Linked DNA regions of Gossypium hirsutum: all the other regions are linked to region 3. A link is a contact called in public Hi-C data. All regions are on one chromosome and are shown on one strand. The core of a region is the stretch at or near the end of the contact, and the rest is flanking DNA. Distances in the headings are between cores, read along the strand shown.

Region 1 (3,391 bases), core at 67-2,566, 240 kb before region 3:
TCCCACAAATCGTAAAATAAAATAAATAATACCTTAATTTCGAAAAATCAAGCACACCAATTAGAATCCAATTATTCATAAACTAGCTTCAAATCAGTGGCAAAGCCTTGGTACCCTTAAAATAAAAAAATTTTTAATTAGGTTCTTTTATAGAAAATTTTTTAATTAGGTTCTTTTATAGTTTATAAAATTTTAAATTAGTAATGATAAAATTATATTTTGACCTCAAAAATGATAAAAATTTGATTTAATCCTTTCATAATTATAAAGATATAAACTATTAAAATTGTAAAGTTGCATTTTTTTATTAACATAAAATATAAAATTTAATTTCGACCCCCAAAAAATTTTCTAACTTCGTCCCTAAATTAAATTAACATTTCATTGCTTTCTAGATTACTAATTAAATACATTAATTATTACTTTAAAAAATAATTTCATTTTATCTAAATTATTATTCTTTAAATTTACAAAATTCTTATCAAATTATAATATTGCAAACTATTAAAAACATAATTAAATAAATTAATATAATATATTTAATTAAATGCATATTCTTAATTTATGCTAGAGGCGTTCATAGGTCAAGTTCGGATTGAGTTCATGCAAAGTATTTAGATTAATTTTTTAAGCTCGGGCCCAATCCAAAAAATAAGCTTACATTTTTGCCCAAACATAATTCAAGTTAAGAAAGATAAACCTAGACCGAACCTAACCCGTCCATATTTGGTTTTTTAGATTTGTTTTTATTTTAAAATAATTCTTGAAAAAATATAATACATTTAATGCACTAAAAATGTTAAAATAAAAGTTCTCTAACACATTAAAAATACATTAAAAATATTTATATAAGAAAACAATATAATAAATATAATAAATATTTTATTATTATAAAAACACAAATAAATATAATAAATATTTTATTGTATTAAATAAATTTTTAAAATTTTATATTTTAGGTTGAGTTATTTAGTTGGGTAAATATTTTTAAATTTTAGGTAATAGATTTAATTGTTATTGGGTTAATGATTATATATATAATTATTATTTAACATATATAATTAATATAATATTTTTATAACATAATTTATATTCGGGCCGAGTTAGTCTTCAGCAAAAATATATTGTTTAAGGCTTGACTCATATAAAAAAATAAAATTTAAAATTTTCTCAAATTTATTTTTTGAATTTCATATATTATCTAAATTCTTTTATTTTTTGAACCCAAATAAGTGGTAATTCTAATTCATAATGCATTAAAAAAAAACTAGTTATTATTTATATCTAATTCTTAATAGAAATAGGAAACGCGGTCAATTTCAGACCACCCATTAAACGTGAGTACGTGACCATGAAATCAGCGCCAACTTAGTACTCAGATTGGGCCCACAAGCCCATAACTGTCATTTCAATTTCAACCCCAGAAACGTGTTACGGAAACGTAGTTCAAAGCGAGCGAGTTGAGTGAGTGAGTGACTCATCTGATCGTCTACCATCCGGTACACACTAACCTAAACTCCGGTAAAGCAGCACCATAGGCAACCATCACCGATGATGAGCCGCCGTGTTTTCTCGTTTCTCTTCTTCTTCCTTTTCTCTCAGATCTTATCCTTCGCTTTCAATCCTCTCCAATCAAACAATCCTCAACTCCTACAGGTAAGAAAAAAAATCAAATTAATAGAAATAATTGATATTAAAGTTTCTTAATACTCATTAAATTTGTTTTTTCCCCTTCGGATCAGGATGTAATTGAGAAGATTGCTTTGAAGCAGAAATGGGAACCGGAAGGGCTTAATTTTTCAAAACTGGAATTGAGTAAGGTTAGATTCGGGACTGGCAAAAGATACGAGTTCCGGATCCGATTTGGAAAAACTCATATGCTCTTCAAATTTCCCGACGAAGTTTCTTCCTTGAAAAAGTTTACCAGACGAAATAGCGACGATTTTCTTGATTTTGTCAATGAAATTAATTCCTCGGCCGTACTCGAGCCTTTTACAATGGAAGGTCCCTTCGAGTTACGCCTCTCTCCCGGTCACCAAGCTTCCCTCCTCCTTCCGGTATGCTTCTCTTTTTTCCCTTTTATTTTAATTCCTCATCAATTACATAGAAAGGAGAGTTTTTTTTTTTGTTGGGGGGGGGTGGGGGGCTTAGTTAATCTTTAGAGATAGCTTAAAGTTATCTTAATCAATGTTTGATTTGAATTATGTGTTTAATTGGACCTTTGCAAATAATAGTTATCAATAGTAGTAGTCTGAAGCTTGGGTATTTGGTCATCAGCTGAACACATCACATACTGATCTGAAACGAGTCCTTGTTGGTCATGGCATCACTTTACAAGTAAATGGAGCTCAAGAGATCCATCTTTTCCATACTTTTAATTTCGGTTTACCGGCAAATGAAAATGGTGTCAAGGAGAAGAGTAGTGGATATTTGCCCTTCTCGCATTCGTTCTGTAGGTCCTTACTTCCTGTGCATGTTTTAGGGTCGGTGTCTCTTGCTGCCTTCCTAACTCGGAACCCTGATGCCCACATTGAAACTCATTTCCCATCCAAGGATACTATTGAGCTGCTGCCTGAAAAGTGTTATGGCAGTGATGGTTACACGAAACAACCTTGCCCCATAGATTCTATAAGTTTGAGGATAGCCAGGTTACAAAAAATCCTGAGGACATTTATAGGTGATAGAAACAATGAAAAGCAGTTTTTAGGTTCTCTTAATGTGAAAATTAAAGCATCACCTATCGTTCATTTCCAGTTAGAGTTGGAAAAGGAAATTGGGAACAATGAGAGTGTTCGCAGTATGTTAGCTGAATGGAGGACAAAGCCAACTGTTGAGAGACTATGGTTTGATGTAATGACAAGAGTTGAAGGAGACAAATTGAATCCCCTTACGTTAAAGAAGGTCCGGCCTTTTGTTAGTGTAGATACAGTCTCATGGAGTAATTTATTGTCAAACATTTCTTTTACAAAGTTCCCATCCATTCTTGTCCCTCCTGAGGCTCTGACATTGGGTGTCAAATGGTAGTGGAAAACCTTGTAAGATGTTTTTGTTTTCGGTGATATTTACAGATCAATGCTATACGCCATTATCTGTCTGTTGAATCTTCGGTTGATTTGTGTAACATATGCATGTCACTTATGTCGAACCCACCTTGGATTGGATTTGTAAATAATATTTACAAAAAGAAAAAAAGAAAAGGAAAAAAGGGAGTGATGAAAGAGCTTCCACTCATTTGCATTTGCTTTAGATCCTTCACTGTACGATAACAGCAGTGTTAGGATCTCTGTTTCTTGTTAACTTGTATCATAGGCTGGCCATGCTTCTAATTTTAGGCAAAGATGGACCTTCAACCTGTTTGTTTTGAGATTCTTCTCCTGCTCTTTCTTTCGAT
Region 2 (3,532 bases), core at 788-3,287, 200 kb before region 3:
AAGTATATCTGAAATTTATTTAAAAAACAACCATAATGAATTTATATATATATATATATGATATTTCAAGAAAAAAAATTAGTCGTTAATATGAATTTATCAAAAAATACTTGGTACATGAATTTTTTTTCGGTACTTGATTGCTATCTGAACTTATATTATGTCACCTAAATTGATGGGGACCCATTATGCCAAAAGCGAGAGAAACTCTATCTTTCACTTTCTTTTTTACGACTCCATGTCGCGACATGGGAGGGACCCAGGGACATAAAAGAGGATCCTATCAACTTGTTCTGACCTAGGATAATAAGCTCATGGGCTTGGTTTAACTTCACCGTCAAGAAACGAAAGAAGGCTTCCATCCCCAAGTTTAATTCAGATGTAGCTTGCTTCTTGTTAGGTGTGAAGCAGTGTCAATCTCTGCACTAACATCGTTAGTTTGTGTTGACATGACGCTCGTAACCAATCTGATAGTGAAATGTAACAATTTTTTAGTATGATATGTGACGAGCATAAATTAAAAAAATTTAAAAATCTTTAAAAATATATAAATTAATAAAAAACAGTAAAATTTATTTATTCAAGTTAACTTTTAAAAAATTATAATTTTTTAAATTTATATTTATCACGTGGCATACTAAAAGGTTGCCACGTGTTATCAACGAATTAATCATTAGTGTCACACCAGTAAAAATTAAAAGTTTGAATATCAGTTACTTACTTTAGAACAAAAATTAGAGAAACTACATATTAATTTTTTAATATTATTATTATTATTATTATTATTATTATTATTATTTTGCAACTTCGTGAAACTTGGATTTTGATTTGATTCTAAAGGAAGCAATAACTAAGGTAGCTAGTACCTGTGACTTCAGACCAATTGACAGATTCTAAACATGATTTAACATGTTGAATGAACATTTTCATGTTCATAGTCCCAGTTTTGAGAGAAGGGAAGCCTGGTTTTTGGGGCATTCATGTAATTCACAAACATTAAAGGGAAAAAGTTGATATGGTACACAAGTAAAATATCCAAGTATCTAAATGAACACAAAAAGAAATTCTAATTAGATCTTACAAAGAAAATACTTAGCTCAGGACCAGATGCTGCACCATCTGGATTGATCATATAGAAAGCTTCCGAGTCCTTTGATCCCACCACTCTCTCAAATCTAGCTCTCATATACGTCAGTTCCCCATCGGCCGTCACTGTTTCCTTGTCGTTTGGGCTAGGAAGCACCCCAGCACCCATCGAAACCCCTCGCAAAAGCTGCATGACATGAAGCTCGTCATCCGACAATTGTTTCCTTCTAATAGAATAACCCATCTTTCTGCCATTGCAGAGCACTGCCCACACGAACTCCTCCAACACTTTCTTCTTATGCGTCTTGGTTTCACTCTCCAACGCTATTCTCACAATATCAGACGCCATTTCCTTTTGAAGTAAGCTGGTTAGCATTGGTAGTTCAATCACGAATATGGGCACGCTGTGGGGATCGTCTTGTATGGCTAAGCAAACTCGGCCTTTACGATACCCGAAAATTGTACCCGTTGTAGCACTATCTTTAAGCATTGGCCTCCGGGGTCGACCCAGTAGTGCTACCATCTTGCACCCGGAGGTTAGCATGGGGAAAAGCTTGAACATGCGCAAGAGACCGCCACTACTACTGGTGGGTTTCCGGTGCTTTTCGCCGGGAGTTGGCCGGAGCAAAGACAGTATTGCCGGATTATCCATTTGGAAATATGGACTGGAGTGAATGGGTGGCATCGTTGGACTTTTTTGCAAGTATTCAATTCAAGGGAGGGGGCTATTGTGAGTAGATTTACAAAGATAAAATTAATATAGAGGGAGAAAATGGGGACCAAGGGGAGGTCTACTTGGTTTTCATTATCCTTGGAATCTTTGAGGTGGGGAAGAGAAGACGAAGAAAGCCTGAAAGAGACGTTACTTTTATTTATAATTTAGAAATATATATGATAAAATTTAAACAACTTTACATTTCAATCAAGGTTATTTAATTTTAATATGAATTTATTATCCAGTTATAATCTAATTTGATTTATTTATTTTTATTATATTGTGTATATTTTCAATTGTGAAAACACTAAAGTTGTTGCAAGTGTGTTATTGTAGAAAAAGAGATACAAGCATAAGCTTGGTACTTAAGTAATCTTTCATACTGTTGAATCATTTAACAAATATTAGTAGAAGCAACCATTCAATACCTTCCACCAACAAACACTTCTTAATCAATGAAATTGCATCAACAAAAAACAAAGTTAGATTTAATATTCTCAAATTCATAGTGGATCCTAGTTTCTATTTGTAGGATATTATAATTCACTAAATTCTTTCTTGCAAATTCAATCTTTATACTTCTGTTGTTAATATTGTAATATTTAATATTTAGAGTTACTCACGTTTACTCATCAATTTTTAAATAAAAAGATAATTGTGTTTCACCCTCATATGCTTATGCCTACAAAATTATAGTAAATAATTAGGGTGAAGAGAGGACGGTGAAAAGGATAAGATAAAAGGAGGTCGGATCACATCTTGTGTTAAGAAAAACACTCTCAAAAGGAGGAAAGAAAGGACTCTTGTAATGTTGGGTTTATAGCATGGGACTCTGATATATCTACTTTATGCTTCCTAAAAAAAAAAAAGAAAACCCATCACAAATTCTCACTAATTATTGAGGTTCAGCTCATGTTCCACTGTTTCATCCATGGACAATGGGGCAAAGCAAAAAAAAAAAAAAGGAACACCTTTGGTTATGCTTGTGACCGACTTTTCTTTAATGCTGACAGGCCATAGTCTCACTCGATAGAGGCATTTCAGGAAGCACCAAAAACTCGAATATTTGATCATGTTGTTTTCAATTGCCTCAAAACATTTCTCATAATTTGAACCCTAAACAAACTCATCAATCACTGGTAGTTTATAGAGTAAAATTTCCAGTTCTCCTCACATGCCCTGTTAATGATTCAGCAGCCATGTGAAAAACAAAGACAGGTCCTTTTCAAACCGGGATTCATCTAAACAAAACAATGAATCAAATCTGGCTGTAAGTAATAGATGAACTAATGATGGACCACTCAAAATTGCTCCCCGTCTTAGCTTAATGATAACACTTGAACAAAATTTCCAAAGATTTATTATAGATTGGTATGTTTTAAATCTGGGTTTGGTTAGTGGCCCTCACCAGACTGATTAGACGAAGGGTTACATCATATTCCATAAAAATGATATAGTTGGCGTGTGAGTTTAAAAGCCTTAACAGCTCACCTGGGCTCCATACTAGAAAGAGTTTGCTTATTGAGTTTGATGAATTTGAAGTGCAAACGAACATGCAAGCTCAGAATCACACTTTGTCCAATTATTTAACTGTGTTTCCATGAAAGGAAATAAGAATTACCCAATCAATCAAATTCTTGATAACTATATATCACTTCAATTGATCAACATTAAATACACTAACTTTTCCTTTGTTCAAATTACCAACAAATAGTTAGAACTTTCTATTAA
Region 3 (3,649 bases), core at 1,019-3,518:
CTGAGTCTGCAAATTTCAACAGATCATGAGTAATTTAAGTTGAAGTTACTAAAATCTATTCTTAGCCTTCAAAACATGTCCATACTGAGGTTAAATTTGCATATAACAATGAAAGCAATTAAAAACAAAAGGTACACATTCGAACCTTGACTTTGTCGATGCCTTCTTTAACAGATGATGGCTTGCTGGAGACCAGGATATCATTCAGCAGAAGAGCTAACCAACCTTGAGAAATTGGAACAGAAGATGGACCATGGTCTTCTAGAATGCAAGAAAGAATTCTTATGGCAGAGGACCGAATTTCATTGGAGGAAGATTTTCCAAAAACCCAAGAAAGCAGAATACCAGACCACTTTTGACTTTCTTCAATAGATAAATGCGAGTCCTCAGTTGAGAGCAATTCCAAAGCTTTTGCAAGAGCTTCTTGAACCTGCTGATGCTTTGATGTTATCTTTGCAGTTACTCTCATCAGTTCAAGACCCTTCTCCATTACAGTCCTCCGAGCTTGGTGGCTCCTCTCAACAGCAACTATAAAAGCCGATAAAGCCATTTGAGATAAGGAAATGTCTTCATTTTTGCTTGCATGTGAAGCAGTAGAAAGAAGACTGGATGCCCAATCAGAGACAGAGTCATTTAAGGGAAGATTATGATCTTCCAATAGCAACCGAGCCACCAAGCTACCATGCCATTTCACAGATCTCTCAGGTGCTAGTAAAGCACACATGACAGCCTCTCCGTCTCGATCCAATTCTTCAATATGAGACCTATTGATCTCCGACGCCATTGCCCAGTTGGCTAATGCCCACGTAGCGAAAGGCACAGCAACATGCTGAGAATGCAAATCATCCCAAAGACCAGGAACAACAGCAGCTGACAAATTGGCTTGTTCCACTGAACTACCATGCTTATTCATCAATGCAAATGTTCTCGGAGTATCCCTATCTAATTCTGAAGGGGTATCATTTGAATGATCTAATGTCATATGCTCAGATGTTCTCGACAGCCCTATAGCAGTCGTCCCTTCAAGAATTTTAATTCCAATCCCTTTCATCCCTCTTCCAGCATCATCATCATCATCATTTCTCTCTCCCTCGTCTAAATGCATGTCACCTTCTTCAATAACTTGAACAGCTGCAGCAATATCTCTCATTTCTGCATTTCCCGGTAGCCAAGGCTTAAAAGATTCCTTTTCTACACACTCACAATTGGATGTAACAATATCCATTATAGCAGCCACAAGCATACTTCTACCTTTCAAAGAATCAGAAATATCGAATGAACTACGACCCGAATGCTGCTCCCACACAAAAGCTATTTATCAATGGTAAAACAAAAAACTTAGAAGCACCAACAAGATTAGGGTGCAAAAAAGTTACATTTTCATAATCAGTATATAACAAAAAGAAATAAACACGTACCCTTTTAGATTTATTTTGAGGTTGACATGAAAAAATGAACCTCAACAGATAGGAAACGGCGCCTGGTCTTCCAAGCACGTCTTTGCGCACGTCGGGATCCGCAATTAAGTAAGCCAATGCCCTCGCCGCCTCAGCCTGAGTGCCGCAAACATCTGCTTTGCCCACTGCTACCGTCTCCAGGAGCCAATCAACTACCGCGCCGCCACTAGCGTTCACAATCGCCGCTCTGCGGCTCGCATTGGCAGCGGCAATGTCCGCAAGCAAAGACGCCACGCGTAGCTCGAACCCAGCCCGAACTTCGTGGTTTGCGGATGACATCACCGACCTCAACGATTGCCACAAAACAGAGGCGGCAACGCTGGTTTGTTTGGCTTGGTGGACGATCCTCCTGAAGGACTCGTTCGATTTTTGCATCGTGTGCTCGATTGAGTCGTAAAGAGGACTTCTCCTAGGGCTAGGGTTACCGTTACCGCCGGAGGCTTCATTGCCTTTATTGGCAGATAAAACAGCGACGGAAGCGACGATAGCGGAGAGGAGAGTGGCGGAGAGGGCCAAAACGGAATTTCGAGAAAGAGAAACCGTTGCAGAAGGGCGAGTTGAAAGCTGAGTTTGAAAATTTTGCGGCGGCGGTGATTGGGAAGGGACGGGTTGCCGGTTTTTGAGATTGTTAGGGGATTCAACGGAGTTGGGAGAAAAGGAGGAAAACCGTCGCGTATAATGAAGATAGCAACGCCGACGAGATCTTAAGCAGTAACGAAGCATAATTTTAATTCGAAAAAATAAAGGAAAAGATTGGGAAATTCCGTTGAAGCCACTGTTCAAGAGGATGGCGGGAGGAAAATGGTTGTTTATATATATAGATGGTAAGGACGGTCTATAAAAATGGAATTTTCTAGCCGCATATGCCAACCTTTTTGTCCCTTCCAATACCAGGCCTTTCAATTTTAAACCTTGGGCCTAATTAAAATGGGTTTAATACTCTCTACAAACAAATCAAAAATCCGATATGATGAATTTAAAACTCAATTTAACTTGATTTTATCAACAAAACTCAAATTCACCTGAATTCGATATGATTTCAACCTGAATTTATTTTCAATCCAACTCAAAATTAACTTGACTTGGGTCTAAAATTACTCAAATGAGTAACCAGCTCTCTTTTTTTCACTTCTTTCGTCCCTTTTCTTGTCGTATAATTAACCATGTTCAACAAAATTGCCACCGTGTTTTTCCTTACTCTTTCATTAATTCTAATCTTGTCATCCAACAAATCACCTAAAACCCTAACTTCACTTGGTTCCCGCATCACTTTTTTACTTTCTTTACTAATGTAGTCGGTTCCAACCATTTATATCAATATGTACCGTTCCACTTACTTATACATGAATAATATTAAAGAATATAAAATTTATAATTTTTTATCATTATATTAATGAATAATACAAACTTTTCCTGAAACATTATGTACTGATTGGTGCATGAATATTTTATATTGAAATTTATTTAATATAATCATTTGATATTTGTAAATATTTATATATATATTAAATATTTTTTAAAAAATATTGATAAATTTAAAATAATACATTGAAATATAACGTTATCAATACACACCAATTCTAATAGAAAAACGATACATCTACTAAAATATCTCGCTCTTCACGCCTTGCAATTTGCATCAACATCGTCATACATCCTCCACGATCCCTACACTTGCATCCTTAACTATCAATGGCACTAGAGCATGAACTGCCTCAAGACCCATCAAACAAACTCAATTCCATAATTAAAGTGTGGCCTCTGGCATCGCCTCCTATGCATTCTTAATCAATTGAGGGGACCCATTGTTATCAATGATGATCAATGCATAAAGAATATCACGTTTTGACTCAAATTTTTCAATAAATTATTTACATTTTTTATAATTTTTTATATTTTTATAAAATTTTAAATACTTAATTTTTATAATTTTAATCCAAAACACTATATGATAAATGATATGTCATGCCGCATCAATAAAGTTATCAAATGAGGTGTCACATTACATCAGTAATGGCATTAGTAAAATCATCAAATAAGACGTCATGCTAGTTAACAAAGTTGTTAATTAAAATTGAATTTTTTTGACAAAAATTTCAATAATATGGGCGACATTCAGAAAAAGAAAAAATTAAATAACAATGAAAAAGAAAAGAAAAAACTTAGGGACAAATTTTGCAATTCTGCTTTAA

Evidence for each region. Hi-C and Micro-C count contacts between places; a contact is called where the count stands out from the background.
Region 1: a Hi-C map of leaf shows a contact between it and region 3, with 3 times the contacts expected there. The contact joins the promoter of LOC107918031 here to the promoter of LOC107918055 in region 3. A contact is called at or near these places in 13 of 34 Hi-C or Micro-C datasets (anther, callus, hypocotyl and 2 more).
Region 2: a contact with region 3 is called in a Hi-C map of leaf, with 4 times the contacts expected there. The contact joins the promoter of LOC121212509 here to the promoter of LOC107918055 in region 3. A contact is called at or near these places in 19 of 34 Hi-C or Micro-C datasets (anther, callus, cotyledon and 4 more).

Annotation. Positions count from the first base shown.
Region 1 is chrA01:26,390,767-26,394,157 of Gossypium_hirsutum_v2.1, forward strand. LOC107918031 reads left to right here and starts at 1,317. Exons shown (of 3, transcript XM_016847524.2): 1 at 1,317-1,656; 2 at 1,743-2,057; 3 at 2,278-3,094. The coding sequence starts at 1,552. The coding sequence ends at 3,024.
Region 2 is chrA01:26,433,051-26,436,582 of Gossypium_hirsutum_v2.1, forward strand. LOC121212509 (protein MIZU-KUSSEI 1) reads right to left here and starts at 2,038. Exons shown (of 2, transcript XM_041085549.1): 1 at 1,082-2,038; 2 at 64-467. The coding sequence starts at 1,771. The coding sequence ends at 435.
Region 3 is chrA01:26,633,774-26,637,422 of Gossypium_hirsutum_v2.1, forward strand. LOC107918055 reads right to left here and starts at 2,269. Exons shown (of 11, transcript XM_016847555.2): 1 at 1,419-2,269; 2 at 146-1,294; 3 at 1-6. The coding sequence starts at 2,180.